Regions from separate parts of the Sus scrofa genome. Here all the other regions are linked to region 3. Evidence: chromatin contacts called from public Hi-C and HiChIP or PLAC-seq data. All regions are on one chromosome and are shown on one strand. Each heading gives the region's core, a stretch centred on a gene start, on an enhancer-like site or on the middle of the called end of the contact. The rest is flanking DNA. Distances are from core to core; before and after follow the strand shown.

Evidence for each region. A called contact is a pair of places that touch in the nucleus more often than the background predicts. HiChIP or PLAC-seq counts read pairs in DNA pulled down with a chosen protein or histone mark.
Region 1: a contact with region 3 is called in a Hi-C map of skeletal muscle, with 2.6 times the contacts expected there. The contact joins the promoter of PLEKHG2 here to the promoter of DYRK1B in region 3. A contact is called at or near these places in 1 of 5 promoter capture datasets (liver), 2 of 47 Hi-C or Micro-C datasets (heart right ventricle and skeletal muscle) and 2 of 2 datasets of contacts at active chromatin or transcription factors (alveolar macrophages and skeletal muscle).
Region 2: a Hi-C map of liver shows a contact between it and region 3, with 4 times the contacts expected there. The contact joins the promoter of TIMM50 here to the promoter of DYRK1B in region 3. A contact is called at or near these places in 1 of 5 promoter capture datasets (liver) and 1 of 47 Hi-C or Micro-C datasets (liver).
Region 4: an H3K27ac HiChIP or PLAC-seq map of alveolar macrophages shows a contact between it and region 3. The contact joins the promoter of MAP3K10 here to the promoter of DYRK1B in region 3. A contact is called at or near these places in 1 of 5 promoter capture datasets (fetal skeletal muscle) and 1 of 2 datasets of contacts at active chromatin or transcription factors (alveolar macrophages).

The regions. Positions count from the first base shown.
Region 1 is chr6:48,068,139-48,070,838 of Sscrofa11.1, forward strand. PLEKHG2 (pleckstrin homology domain-containing family G member 2) reads left to right here and starts at 1,394. Exons shown (of 21, transcript XM_021094371.1): 1 at 1,394-2,243. TRNAI-UAU (a tRNA gene) reads right to left here and starts at 1,049; the gene lies at 957-1,049.
Region 2 is chr6:48,124,964-48,127,850 of Sscrofa11.1, forward strand. It overlaps TIMM50 (mitochondrial import inner membrane translocase subunit TIM50), which reads left to right and starts at 1,507. Exons shown (of 13, transcript XM_021097543.1): 1 at 1,507-1,555; 2 at 1,873-1,998; 3 at 2,001-2,158. The coding sequence starts at 1,507. It overlaps SUPT5H (transcription elongation factor SPT5), which reads left to right. Exons shown (of 32, transcript XM_005655822.3): 32 at 1-157.
Region 3 is chr6:48,313,180-48,315,879 of Sscrofa11.1, forward strand. DYRK1B (dual specificity tyrosine-phosphorylation-regulated kinase 1B) reads right to left here and starts at 1,344. Exons shown (of 12, transcript XM_021094374.1): 1 at 1,171-1,344. It overlaps FBL (rRNA 2'-O-methyltransferase fibrillarin), which reads right to left. Exons shown (of 9, transcript XM_003355924.5): 8 at 1,816-1,961; 9 at 1,603-1,707. The coding sequence ends at 1,683.
Region 4 is chr6:48,525,219-48,527,918 of Sscrofa11.1, forward strand. It overlaps MAP3K10 (mitogen-activated protein kinase kinase kinase 10), which reads left to right and starts at 1,401. Exons shown (of 10, transcript XM_021094377.1): 1 at 1,401-2,664. The coding sequence starts at 1,983. All of the region lies in intron 6 of LOC100522141 (cyclin N-terminal domain-containing protein 2), which reads right to left.

The DNA.
Region 1 (2,700 bases), core at 144-2,643, 240 kb before region 3:
ACCCAGTCTGGCTCTCATCTTTGGTCCCTTTTGCTAGCTTCTACCGATACGTCTGACACGCTTCAGCCACTGGGCCTTTGCACAGGCTGTTCCTCTGCCTGGACTACTCCCCAGGTGTCCCAATAGCTCACTCCCCTCCTTCAGGTCTCTGCCCAAATGTGTCCTTAGTGAGATGGTCCCTGACTGCTATTGTTGCAACCCGCATCCTTCCTATGTTGCTCTACTTTTTCCATTACGTTTGTTGTTTATAACCACTTAACATATAAAATGGACTTAGATCTTTATAGCAATCTGCCTCCCCCACTAGAAAGTCAAATACTGGGGCAGAGACTTTGACTTTGTCTTGTTCACTGCTCTTATCACTCACACCTAAACTCTAAACAGAGACCAGACATACAAGGGTCACAAATTTCAGAATTTGTTAAAGTAAAAATAATAAATCGATTCGAAATGAGGAGGGACAGAGAAAACTCCAAGATACACATATACAAAATAGTACCTATGTGAGGTAATTGATGTTAACGGTTCTGGTAATTATTTCATACTTTATACACTATCTCAGGTTGTTATTTTGTACACCTTGGACTAATACAATGATATGCGGCGATTATATCTCGACAAAACTGGAGGGAAGAAATTCAAGACAGAGACAGATGGAGGAGAGAGTGTCACATACAGAGTTTGCAGAGGACACAAAAGTCTGGCATGTGCAGAAGTCTTGAACTGAGATTTGCAGACCCAGGCATCTAAGAGGCGATGCCACCCCCTGGTGACGATGAAGAGAACGGCACCTCCCACAATACAAAACACTCCCTTAGCGACCATCGTCAGAGTCCCAGGAGTCTTTCCAGTTTGAAAATTGCAAAGATCGAAACGTTCATTCCTCTAAGTGATGTAGGTGTTCGGCTCGATCAATAAGACATATAAATCTCTAAAATACTGATATGAAGAAAAGTTGCTCCAGGTGAGGATCGAACTCACAACCTCGGCATTGCTCCGCTTGCACTGCTATATAAGTACCGCGCGCTAACCGATTGCGCCACTGGAGCTTCGGCCGCACCCTCGCGTCCCGGGGTCCTTCAGTCGTTCTTGACCACGTGACCTCACTGGCTAGCTCCGCCTCATCTTTGCATATACAAATAGGAACCTTTGGGTTGGCCAATAGGAGAAAGCGCGTTACCAGTTCCGGATTCTCACGCCTCAAAGGCTCTTGCTGTAAAAGGGAAAAGTCTGAAAGGCGTTTGGAATGTGGGGGTGTAGCCTGCCTGGGACTCGCCTTCTTATGAATATTCAGAGCCTGGGGAGGAAGGGTCTTAACCCTTAGCTGGCTGGCCAGCCGGAAGGCGGCCCCTCCCCCTGCGGGCGGGAACAGGATATGAGCCCGGGCGGCTGGGGGGAGGGGAGGCCTCGGGCGACCGCCCCCTGCCCCACAGCTGAGACCGGACTATCCAGCCCTAGATGTGGCGCCGCCACCGTCCGAGACCCGTGCCACCCATCCTGGAGCCTGAGGGGTCCAGAGTCGCAGACTCCAACAGCCCGAAACTCTGCACCGCATCCCGAGAGACCCCCGAAGCCCAGGCCCCACCCAGCGTCCAAGCTTGAGGACCCCAGACATCCAGGTGCCCAGCGCCCCCTCCTGGAGAAGCCAGGAGTCCCCTTCAGCCCCGCGCGACCCTGTAGGCCCAGCTTCCTGCACTCAGTTTCGAAGAACTTAGGATCCCAGACCGGAGTTTCCCTCTAGAGTTTCCCAGAAAGCTAAGTCCAAGACTCCCCGGGTTGGAGGAACTTGGGATACGGACTCCTAGTGTCCTACCCAGCCTGTTTAGAGCTGAAGCGCCCACTACTTCAAGGGAAAGGGACCCTGGAATTTGGGGTTCCCTGCACTCCTGCCTAGAGATGGTTTAATTCCTGCTCTTAGAGTTAGGGGAACTCAGGAATACGGACTCCCCCCCAACCCACGAACCCATCTAGAAGGCTCAGGAATTTGGGTTCCCAGCACTACAATTTGAGATTCAAGAGTCGAGGCTCCCAGCATCTTCTGCTTAGAGGACCAAAGAAATTCGGACCACTACACCCCATTTTCGGAGAGATCCCGGAGTTTGTTCTCGGAACCTGAGAGCACGAAGTTCACACCTCGGACTTGCTGAGACGCGGGAGCCCCGGTTCTGCTCCTCCTCGGAGACCGTGCGAGGGTCGAATAGCAACCGGGCTGCCTTGCTCTGGGGCTGGAGACTCCCCGGGAGGTGAGGGGGAAGGCGAGGGGCCCCGACGGGCTGGGGGAGGGGGCGGCGCCGCTGCCGCTGAACAATGAGGGGGCGTGCCGGCGGGGGGCGAGCGGAGGCGCCAGCGGGAGTTGGGGGCTAGAGGGGTGTAGGGAGGCGCTGCGGGGGAGCTGCGGCGGTGGAGACAGTGAGCGGATCGCGCAGGGACCGGCCAGAGGGGGTCGAGGACTCGGGGCCAACCGCCCCAACTCGCAGCCCGCCCCAACTCGCAGCCCTCGGCGGGGGAGGGAGCCGTCTGCAGGACCCTGGCATCCGGTTCCCCAGCCTGCTCCGCCCTCCCCTGGGACCCCGCGGCCTCCCGCCCACGGCTTTTTCCCAGCCCTGCCCCTCGCCCTCGGCTGAAGCCGGAGCCCTAACGTTCCCAGGATCCTTGAGCCCCTGGCCCCAGACACACCAGACTCATAGCTTGGGCGACTCG
Region 2 (2,887 bases), core at 257-2,756, 190 kb before region 3:
AGGATTTCTTTTATTTTCATTTATGGGTTCCTATCTTCCTCCCTATTCATGGGAATCAGAGTAGAGTCTGGGGGAGGGTCCCCACCTTCTTGTACCCCACCTTCCTCGGCTTGCTTTTGTGTTATGGTCTTTAATAAAAAGCTCTTTGGTCAAAAGTCGGGCGTGTGTGGGCGTGTGTTCCAGTTTGTGAGGAGGGTCATTTGCAGACCCCACTTACTTGTGTGGTCTTAGGTAAGTAACAGTCTACTGTCTACATAAACCTCAGTGTTCTCATCTAGAAAATGATACTCCCTACCCTGAGGGCTCTTGAATGTGTAAGATGTTGGAAAGAGATTATTAGAACAGAGCTTGTCATGTAATTGACAAAGTTCCGTCTTATGCTTGAGTCTTATGCTTGAGTCTCATGCTTGAGTGAAGTAAAAATCGGTTAATATTAAATTGGAAACAGATTCCTCCTATGGTGCAGCATTTGATGGTCCTTTCTCTTGAGCCCATCAGCAGTGATGCCAGCATTGCTGTAGCTTGTCTAAGAGCTTGGGCATGGGAATGAGGAGCAGTGTGGCAAACGGGGCTTAGTACCTGACTCCTTCACTTTCCTCATTTGATAGTCACAGGTCTTTTTGCAAATGCAATATAAAATGTATTATAAGATAGTTGAGGGAATTCCCGCTGTGGCACAGTGGGTTAGGAATCCTACTGTAGCAGCTTGGGTCGCTGCAGAGGTGGGGATCTGTACCCAGCTGTGGCCGTCGTTAAAGGATCCAGGGTTGCCCCAGCTAGGGGTGGGTTACAGTTGTGGCTGGGATTCATTCCCTGGCCTGGGGAACTTCCGTATGCTGTGGATGTGGCCATAAAAAATTAAAATGTTGAGCTGTTCAAAAAGATCCACCAAGAACACCCATGTCCCCACCACTCTGCTTAGGAACCTGATAGGAAGGATCCACTTTAGCGGCACACCCAGTACATTCTCCTCCAGAGGTAATCACAGCCCTGAATCCTGTGTCTTTTTCCTAACATCGGTACTTTTACTACCTTAGTATTTATCCCTAAATGTTGTGTGGTGGCTTTAAGTGTTCTTTTAAGTTTACATAACGGAGTTAATAGGTTAAGTAGGGATCCGGTGTTGTCACTGCTGAGGCTCAGGTTGCTTCTACCATCCCAAAGTTCAATCCGTGGCTGGGAACCTTTGCATGCTGCAGGCGAGGAGGAAAAAAAGCCTATATAGACAGCATGACTGGAGTTCCTGTCGTGGCGCAGTGGTTGACAAATCCGACTAGGTACCATGAGCTTGCAGGTTCGATCCCTGGCCTGGCTCAGTGGGTTAAGGATCCGGCGTTGCCGTGAGCTGTGGTGTAGGTTGCAGGCGCAGCTCGGATCCCGCGTTCCTGTGGCTGTGGTGTAGGCCAGCGGCTGCAGCTCCTATTCGACCCCTAGCCTGGGAACCTCCATATCCCGCGGAAGCGGCCCTAGAAAAGGCAGACAAAACAAACAAACAAAAAAACCAGCATGACTTTTTCCCTTGAAAATAATTTGAGGGAGATTTACTGTGGCTCCTGTAGCCTCTGATTCATGGATTTCCTCTCAATACTCGAAGCCCACCAGACAGGGCGACTGTTCTCTTTCGCTGAGCCTCCATATGAAACTGACTGTCTTTCCAGACCGTTTATAGGAAGCTCATGGGAGGAGGGGCCCGCTCCTGACTTTTGGCTGTTAGGACAAATCAAGCAGCCACAGACTGGATCCCTCGGTTAGGGCCTCAGCTTGACCTCCGAGCAGCGGGTGTCTGCCCTGTTCTGCGGCAGGGGCGGTGGAACGCCCTCCGTCTGGAGGGAGGCGTGGTGCCGGCTGACTCTCCTGGTTGGCTTGCCCCAGGCGGCAAAAGAGTGACTGGGGGTGAGCGCGCCCGCTGCAGTGCTCCCGAAGCCTTTTGTCTCTCTCGGGCTCCCGTCCACCCGCCTCTCGCCTGCACCCTTATTGGCTGCGGTGCGGGCCCGGGGCGGGGAGGAGGGGGGGGGGACGAGTGGGCGGGGCCTCGTGGCGTCAGCGCAAGATGGCGGCCTCGGCGGGGCTGTTCTTGCGGTTGCGGAGCGGGCTCTTGCAAGGCGCGCGGGGGCTGTGCGCGAGGCTCGCGACGGCGCCTCCCCGGGCCCCAGACCAGGTGAGCTGGACTGGGGTGGCCCTCGGGTGCGGAGGCTCCTTCCTGGAGTTCCAGGCGGGCCGCTGCCGCCCAGAGGCTCTGGGACACAGCACCTCAGGGTGCTGAATGGAACGCCGCCCGCGTTTTGGGTCTCTTCCCTGCTTCCCCGGGTAGGCGGCGCTTGCTTCCCCGGGCTAGATGCTTAGGGGCTCAAGTGCGTCCTTTGGATCCTACCTCCTCTGGACCCCACGTGGGCGCCCGGGGTGGGGGTGGGGGGGTCACCTGTTCTCCCGTCTTGGCCGCCCTAGGTAATACTAGAGGGGGAGGGGCCCGGGAAGGTCGAGTCCCAGCGTGGCCTTGAGGGTATTTTCCCTGAGAGGGGTGTGGTGGAGAGGTAGATGTTGGAGCTTCTGATTTTGACCTCTCTCCATCTTGACGGAGACCCAGCCATTCTGATCTCCAGGTCTTTCACTTACGTGCCCTACTTCTCCAAGCCCCAGAGAAGCTATTGCTCCTCCAGCCTCGCTCCTATCCCTTCCCTTCCATATCCTGCTACTTTGAGCCCCAGACATCTGGATGACCCTACTCCCCGTCCTGTCCCCTTGTGTGTCCTTCATTGCCTTGCTTTAGGAATCCCAGTGTGCAGACGGACTCCCTGATCTCATCTCCCTGCCCTGCTTTTCCCCTCTTCAGGGTCTCCAATCTTTTGCCTTTAGGATCCTGGGCACCTAGCCTGTCAACTCTTGAACC
Region 3 (2,700 bases), core at 94-2,593:
TTCGGATGGAAACAAGGGGGAGGCGTCTCTTCCCACCGATCGTCCTTCTCTCTCCTACATGGATCCTACCCTCAACCTCCCCAACCAGTATTTCTGTCAGGGCTCTTTCTCCAGTCACTTCTCTACACCAGGGTCAATCCACAACGGTGCCCATTCCTAGAAGGCCCCCGCGGCCAAATTTCCCAAATATTACAGAGTTCTCCCCTTCCACAATATCTGCCACACCAAAATCCTCTCGTCACGGGCCTTCTCCCATGTCATTCCTTTTCTCCTATGTCAAGCCTTGCACTCCACGATCCCTCTCTCTTGGAGCTCCCCCACAAAACCTCTTCCCCACCAGAGGGGCCCTCCCACACCAGGACCCTCTCCCAGCCTCCGCCCCCTACCCGGGTCAGGGCTGGCGCGGGGCCCACGGGGGGCTGGGGCGCGGTGGGGCCCCCAGTGGTGTGGGCGAGCGGCCAGCATGGCGGCGGTAGCGGTGGTGAGAAGACGGCCGCCTGTCCCGGCCCGGCCGGCCCGGCAAGCCCCGCGGCGGGGAGGGCAAGCGGGACAGGCGGCCGGGTGGGTGACAACAGCAGCCGCCGCCGCTGGGGGCGGGGAGAGGAGGAGACGAGGGTCAGCCCGGGGCAAGCGGGGGAAGGGGAAAGCAGGTGGACGGGGGAGGGGCGGGTTAACCCTCGCCCCGCCGGCCCCGCCCAGCGCAGCCACCTGCCCCCGGGGACCCCGGCGTCCCGCCCTCCACCCTGGGGGCCCGCCCCGGCCAGGGGGAACCCGGCGGGCGGGGCTGGACCGAACCTGGCAGTCCACACCTACCATGGCAACAACCGTGCCATTGGTCACTACTGCCAAGAGCTCAACCAATCACAGTCCAGGACAGCTGTTGCTAGGCGACGACGATGCGGCCGGCGGAGCCGAGCCCAAACAAAGGGCGGGAGCGGGGCCCCGCTACCCCCTCCCAGCTTCCCTCCCGAGACAGCTCTCTCCGCTCGGGCTCGGCCCCTTCCAGGAATCCAACTATGAATAGCCAGGCAAGGCCTGCACCTGCCTGCCGTCCCCCTCCTCTCCTCCCTCGGCCTCGTGCTAAGTCTCGCGGCGACGCAGGCAGGGCGGGTCCCGTACTACCCTCCTCCCCGCGAGCGCGTGCCGCTCCGTCCATAGCCGCGTTGTTACCTGAGGCCGCGAGCAAGGGAACTCAAACTGCTCGGGAAGCCCGAGCTCAGACCTGCCCACTGGCTGAAAGTATCCGGCGGACGCGGCGAGCCAGGGCCCCGATTACCCAGTAATGCAACCAGCAAAATGGCGACCACAACAAACCGGCCCCCCCGCCCTGGACTCCGCCCCCACCCCCCCAAGCTGTTTCTCCTCACGTGACCCAGGGCAACACTCTGCGCCTGCGCTCGGAGGCGCTTACTGGTCTCCCAGCACAGCAAGCTATGAACCCCGCCCAAGCGCCGAAATCCAAGTTACGGCTGCGTAAGAGCCCGCTAAGAAACGAGCACGCGCGGTGCCACCGGGAGAGTGCCCGCCCCCACCACGCAAGTAGACCAAGGGCGCATGCGCCCCGTTAAGAGCGGTCGCCAAGCAATCAGCGGCAAACAAGAAGGACGCATAAGTCTTTTAATAGAAAAACACGCGTGTAACAGTAGCAACACAGTCTCTCGCGATCCAGATGGCACTGGGCTTCAGTTCTTCACCTTGGGGGGTGGTCTGTGAGAGGAAACAGATGCGGGGACTCAGAACTTACAAGCACTTTGGGGTACTCCTAACTAGTATTGAGACTCCCGGCTCTGGTGGATTACTGGGCCCCCTGCTTACCTGTACACACCCACGACCACAGCGTGGTCTCTTTCGTACGGCTCTAGGGTCAGCTGCTCCTGGGGCTTCATGTTCTCCTGCTGCATCTTTTTCACTTCAGAGGCAAACACGGCCTCAGCAGAGGCTGTGGAGTCAATGCAGTTGGCCTGAAGAAGAAAAAGGGTCTGAAGTCTGCAGCAAGGGTTTGGGGCTGTTTTCCCTTTGTTGTGCTCTTTCAAACCAGTAGAATTTTTAAGTTGGAAAATAGGCTTTGGAAATGTAGGGAAAGACTTTGTTAGGTAAGTTTTTAAGTAGTTTGGGTTTGAAACAGGAAGGCTTCAGCAGAGCTCTATTTATCTAAAGGCAAGTGTTTAAAATTTCCACTCTGGTTTCCCCCCCTCCCCGCCCCCATTTCCTCTTTAACAATCGCAATAATGCAGCTGAGATTACTAAAACAAATGCAGCAAGTGGTTAGGAAAGGCTCAATCTGGTTGAAAGTACACTGGAGAGGTCTCTGTATTTCAAAATAAAACGTTTTTAAAAATGTACCTAGCATTTATCTGGTATTTATACCAGGTTCTTGGCTAAACACTCCATACATATATTGAGAAATTTAGTCCTTACATCAACCCTAAAAGAGTTAGGACTAACATTGCTATTTCACAAGTGAAGCAACAGGCATAATATATAGGTCACCTGCTCAAAGACACACACTGGGATTCAAACTCATACGTGGGGATCACGCACTGAACCACGACGGTCTACTGCCTCTTTAAATCCTAAGGTTTTTAGTTTTGCAGACATTTTTCATTACTTGCTATTTGATTGGGTGGTTTATAGGGAGCTGGGTAGGGAACACACTGACTGGATTAGGACGGAGGGAAGCCCCCCCCCGCCCCCGCCCGA
Region 4 (2,700 bases), core at 151-2,650, 210 kb after region 3:
AGGCAATGGGGTTTTTTGGTTTGTTTGTTTGTTTTTTGTTTGTCTTTTTAGGTGTGTGCATATGGAGGTTCCCAGGCTAGGGATCCAATCAGAACTGCAGCCGTCGGCCTATGCCAGAGCCACAGCAAGGGGGGATCCGACCCGCGTCTGTGACCTACACCACAGCTCATGGCAACGCCGGATCCTTAACCTGCTAAGCGAGGCCAGGGATCGAACCCCTGTTCTCATGGATGCTGGTCGGATTCGTTAACCGCTGAGCCATCACAGGAACTCCCGGAAGGCAAAGTGTTTGGTTGTCGTGGTGATGGTTTGGTTTTAATTTTAAAATCTGCCTTTGGGAGTTTCCGTCATGGTTCAGCAGTAGCAAATGGGACTAGTAGTATCCATGAGGACGTGGGTTCAATCCCCGGCCTCCTTCAGTGGGTTAAATATCCTGAGTTGCCGTCCCAGACGTGTCTTGGATCTGACGTTGCTGTGGTGTAGGCGAGCAGCTGCGGTGCCAAATTCGACCCCTAGCCTGGGAACCTCCATATGCCAGAGGTGCGGCCCTAAAATTAAAATAAAATAAAACAAAAACCTGCTTTTGATTCTTGCTCTGCCATTTATAGCTGTGACCTTGGACGAGCAAGTTTATTTCTCCATGCTTCATCTGTAAAATGGGCGCTTTGCGAGAATTTAATGACACTATTACGCAAAACACTTAGCATAAGATGCACTTTAAGCCCCATTAAAGTGAAGTTCTCGTTTTCGAAGGCGGGGGATTCTCAGAGTTAAGACTGCGGGGGTAGAGGAAACCCAAAGCTGGTGGGGAAAACAGACGTGGCTGTGATTTACCCAGGGACACTACGCACATCCTCCCACCCCCTTCTTCCCCACAGAGGCTGCACCATCAGCCCGACCCCCTAGCTTGCTGGAACCACCAACTGGCTCTCTTTTGGGGTGCTGTCTCCCCGCAGCGCGGGTCCCAGAACAAACTACACTTCCCGGCGTGCACCTCGGGTCGCGACCCCAAGGGGCAGTCCAGCCGCAGGGACCGCGTCCTGGCCGTGTTAGAAACTCGGGGCAGTAACCACCATTCACGCAGCTCCTACTTTTCGCTTTGCGAAGCGCGTCAGTCACCGCCAACCCCACCTTTGGGCCACAGCCCCTCAGGGTCTGTGAGGAGAGCTCGGCCCTCTCCTCTCCTCCTCCAGGCGTTGCGTCCACTGCGTCCCAGGGAGGGTCCGAGGCCAGGCTGATCTCCCCGGGAGGATTCCTTCGGCCCCGCGCTGTCCCCATTTCGGCCGGAGGCCGGCACCGGGGCTCTGGGGACTCGGGGACTGGGAACGGACCGCGGGGCCGTGCTGCCGGAGACTACAACTCCCAGGCGGCACCGCGGCGCGGCGGAGCGAGCACGTCACTCAGGCACCGCCGGCGGCCCCGGGAAGTGGCGCGGGCGGGGGCAGGGGCTGGGGCCGACCCGGAGGCCGGTGCTGAGGATGGTGGCCGCCAGGCTGCCCCGTGCGTGAGGAGGCCGAGGGGCGCGCCACCCTGTCCTGGGGCGGGCGCCCCCGGAGCCCCACCGGCCCCGCCCCGCCCGGCGGTCGTGGCCCGGGATGCGGAGCCGGGGGCCGCCGGTGGAGCTGCGCGGGGTGAGAGGCGCGGGGAAGGGGGCTGCCTGCTTCCCTCACCCTCGTCCCCCACCGGCGGGCCCCGGCAGGAATTCGGCAGCCGTGCGGCCAGGCCTTCTTAGCGCCCTGACATTTAGGGGGCACAGGTGAACCCGCCGCCTTTCCCCACCCTACCCTGCCTGGACAACTGAATCGGGAGGGGGACGACCCTGCCCTTTTAAAGAGGCTTTTCCTTGCTCCTGCGGAGGGTCCCCCAGCCATGGCCCCCAGGAGCCCCCTAGACCCCGCAGGGACTGGCCGCCGGGGCCGGCTCTCTGCGTCTGGCGGGCAGCCTGTGTGAAGCGGCCTCCCGCAGCCCCCGGCCCCTCCCCCATGGAGGAGGAGGAAGGGGGGGCGGCCAAGGAGTGGGGCACGACCCCCGCGGGGCCTGTCTGGACCGCAGTGTTCGACTACGAAGCGGCGGGCGACGAGGAGCTGACCCTGCGGAGGGGTGACCGCGTCCAGGTGCTTTCCCAGGACTGTGCCGTGTCTGGCGACGAGGGCTGGTGGACCGGGCAGCTACCCAGCGGCCGTGTGGGCGTCTTCCCCAGCAATTACGTGGCCCCCGGCACCCCCGCCGCGCCCGCGGGCCTCCGGCTGCCCCAGGAGATCCCCTTCCACGAGCTGCAGCTAGAAGAGATCATCGGTGTAGGGGGCTTTGGCAAGGTCTATCGGGCCCTGTGGCGTGGCGAGGAGGTGGCGGTCAAGGCCGCCCGGCTGGACCCTGAACGGGACCCGGCAGTGACAGCAGAGCAGGTGCGCCAGGAGGCCCGGCTCTTCGGAGCCCTGCAGCACCCCAACATCATTGCCCTCAGGGGCGCCTGCCTCAGCCCCCCACACCTCTGCCTGGTGATGGAGTATGCCAGGGGGGGTGCACTGAGCAGGGTGCTGGCAGGGCGCCGCGTGCCCCCTCACGTGCTGGTCAACTGGGCCGTGCAGGTGGCCCGGGGCATGAACTACCTACACAATGATGCCCCCGTGCCCATCATCCACCGGGACCTCAAGTCCATCAACAGTAAGTGGCGCCCTCCCCCCAAAACTTGCTTCTATA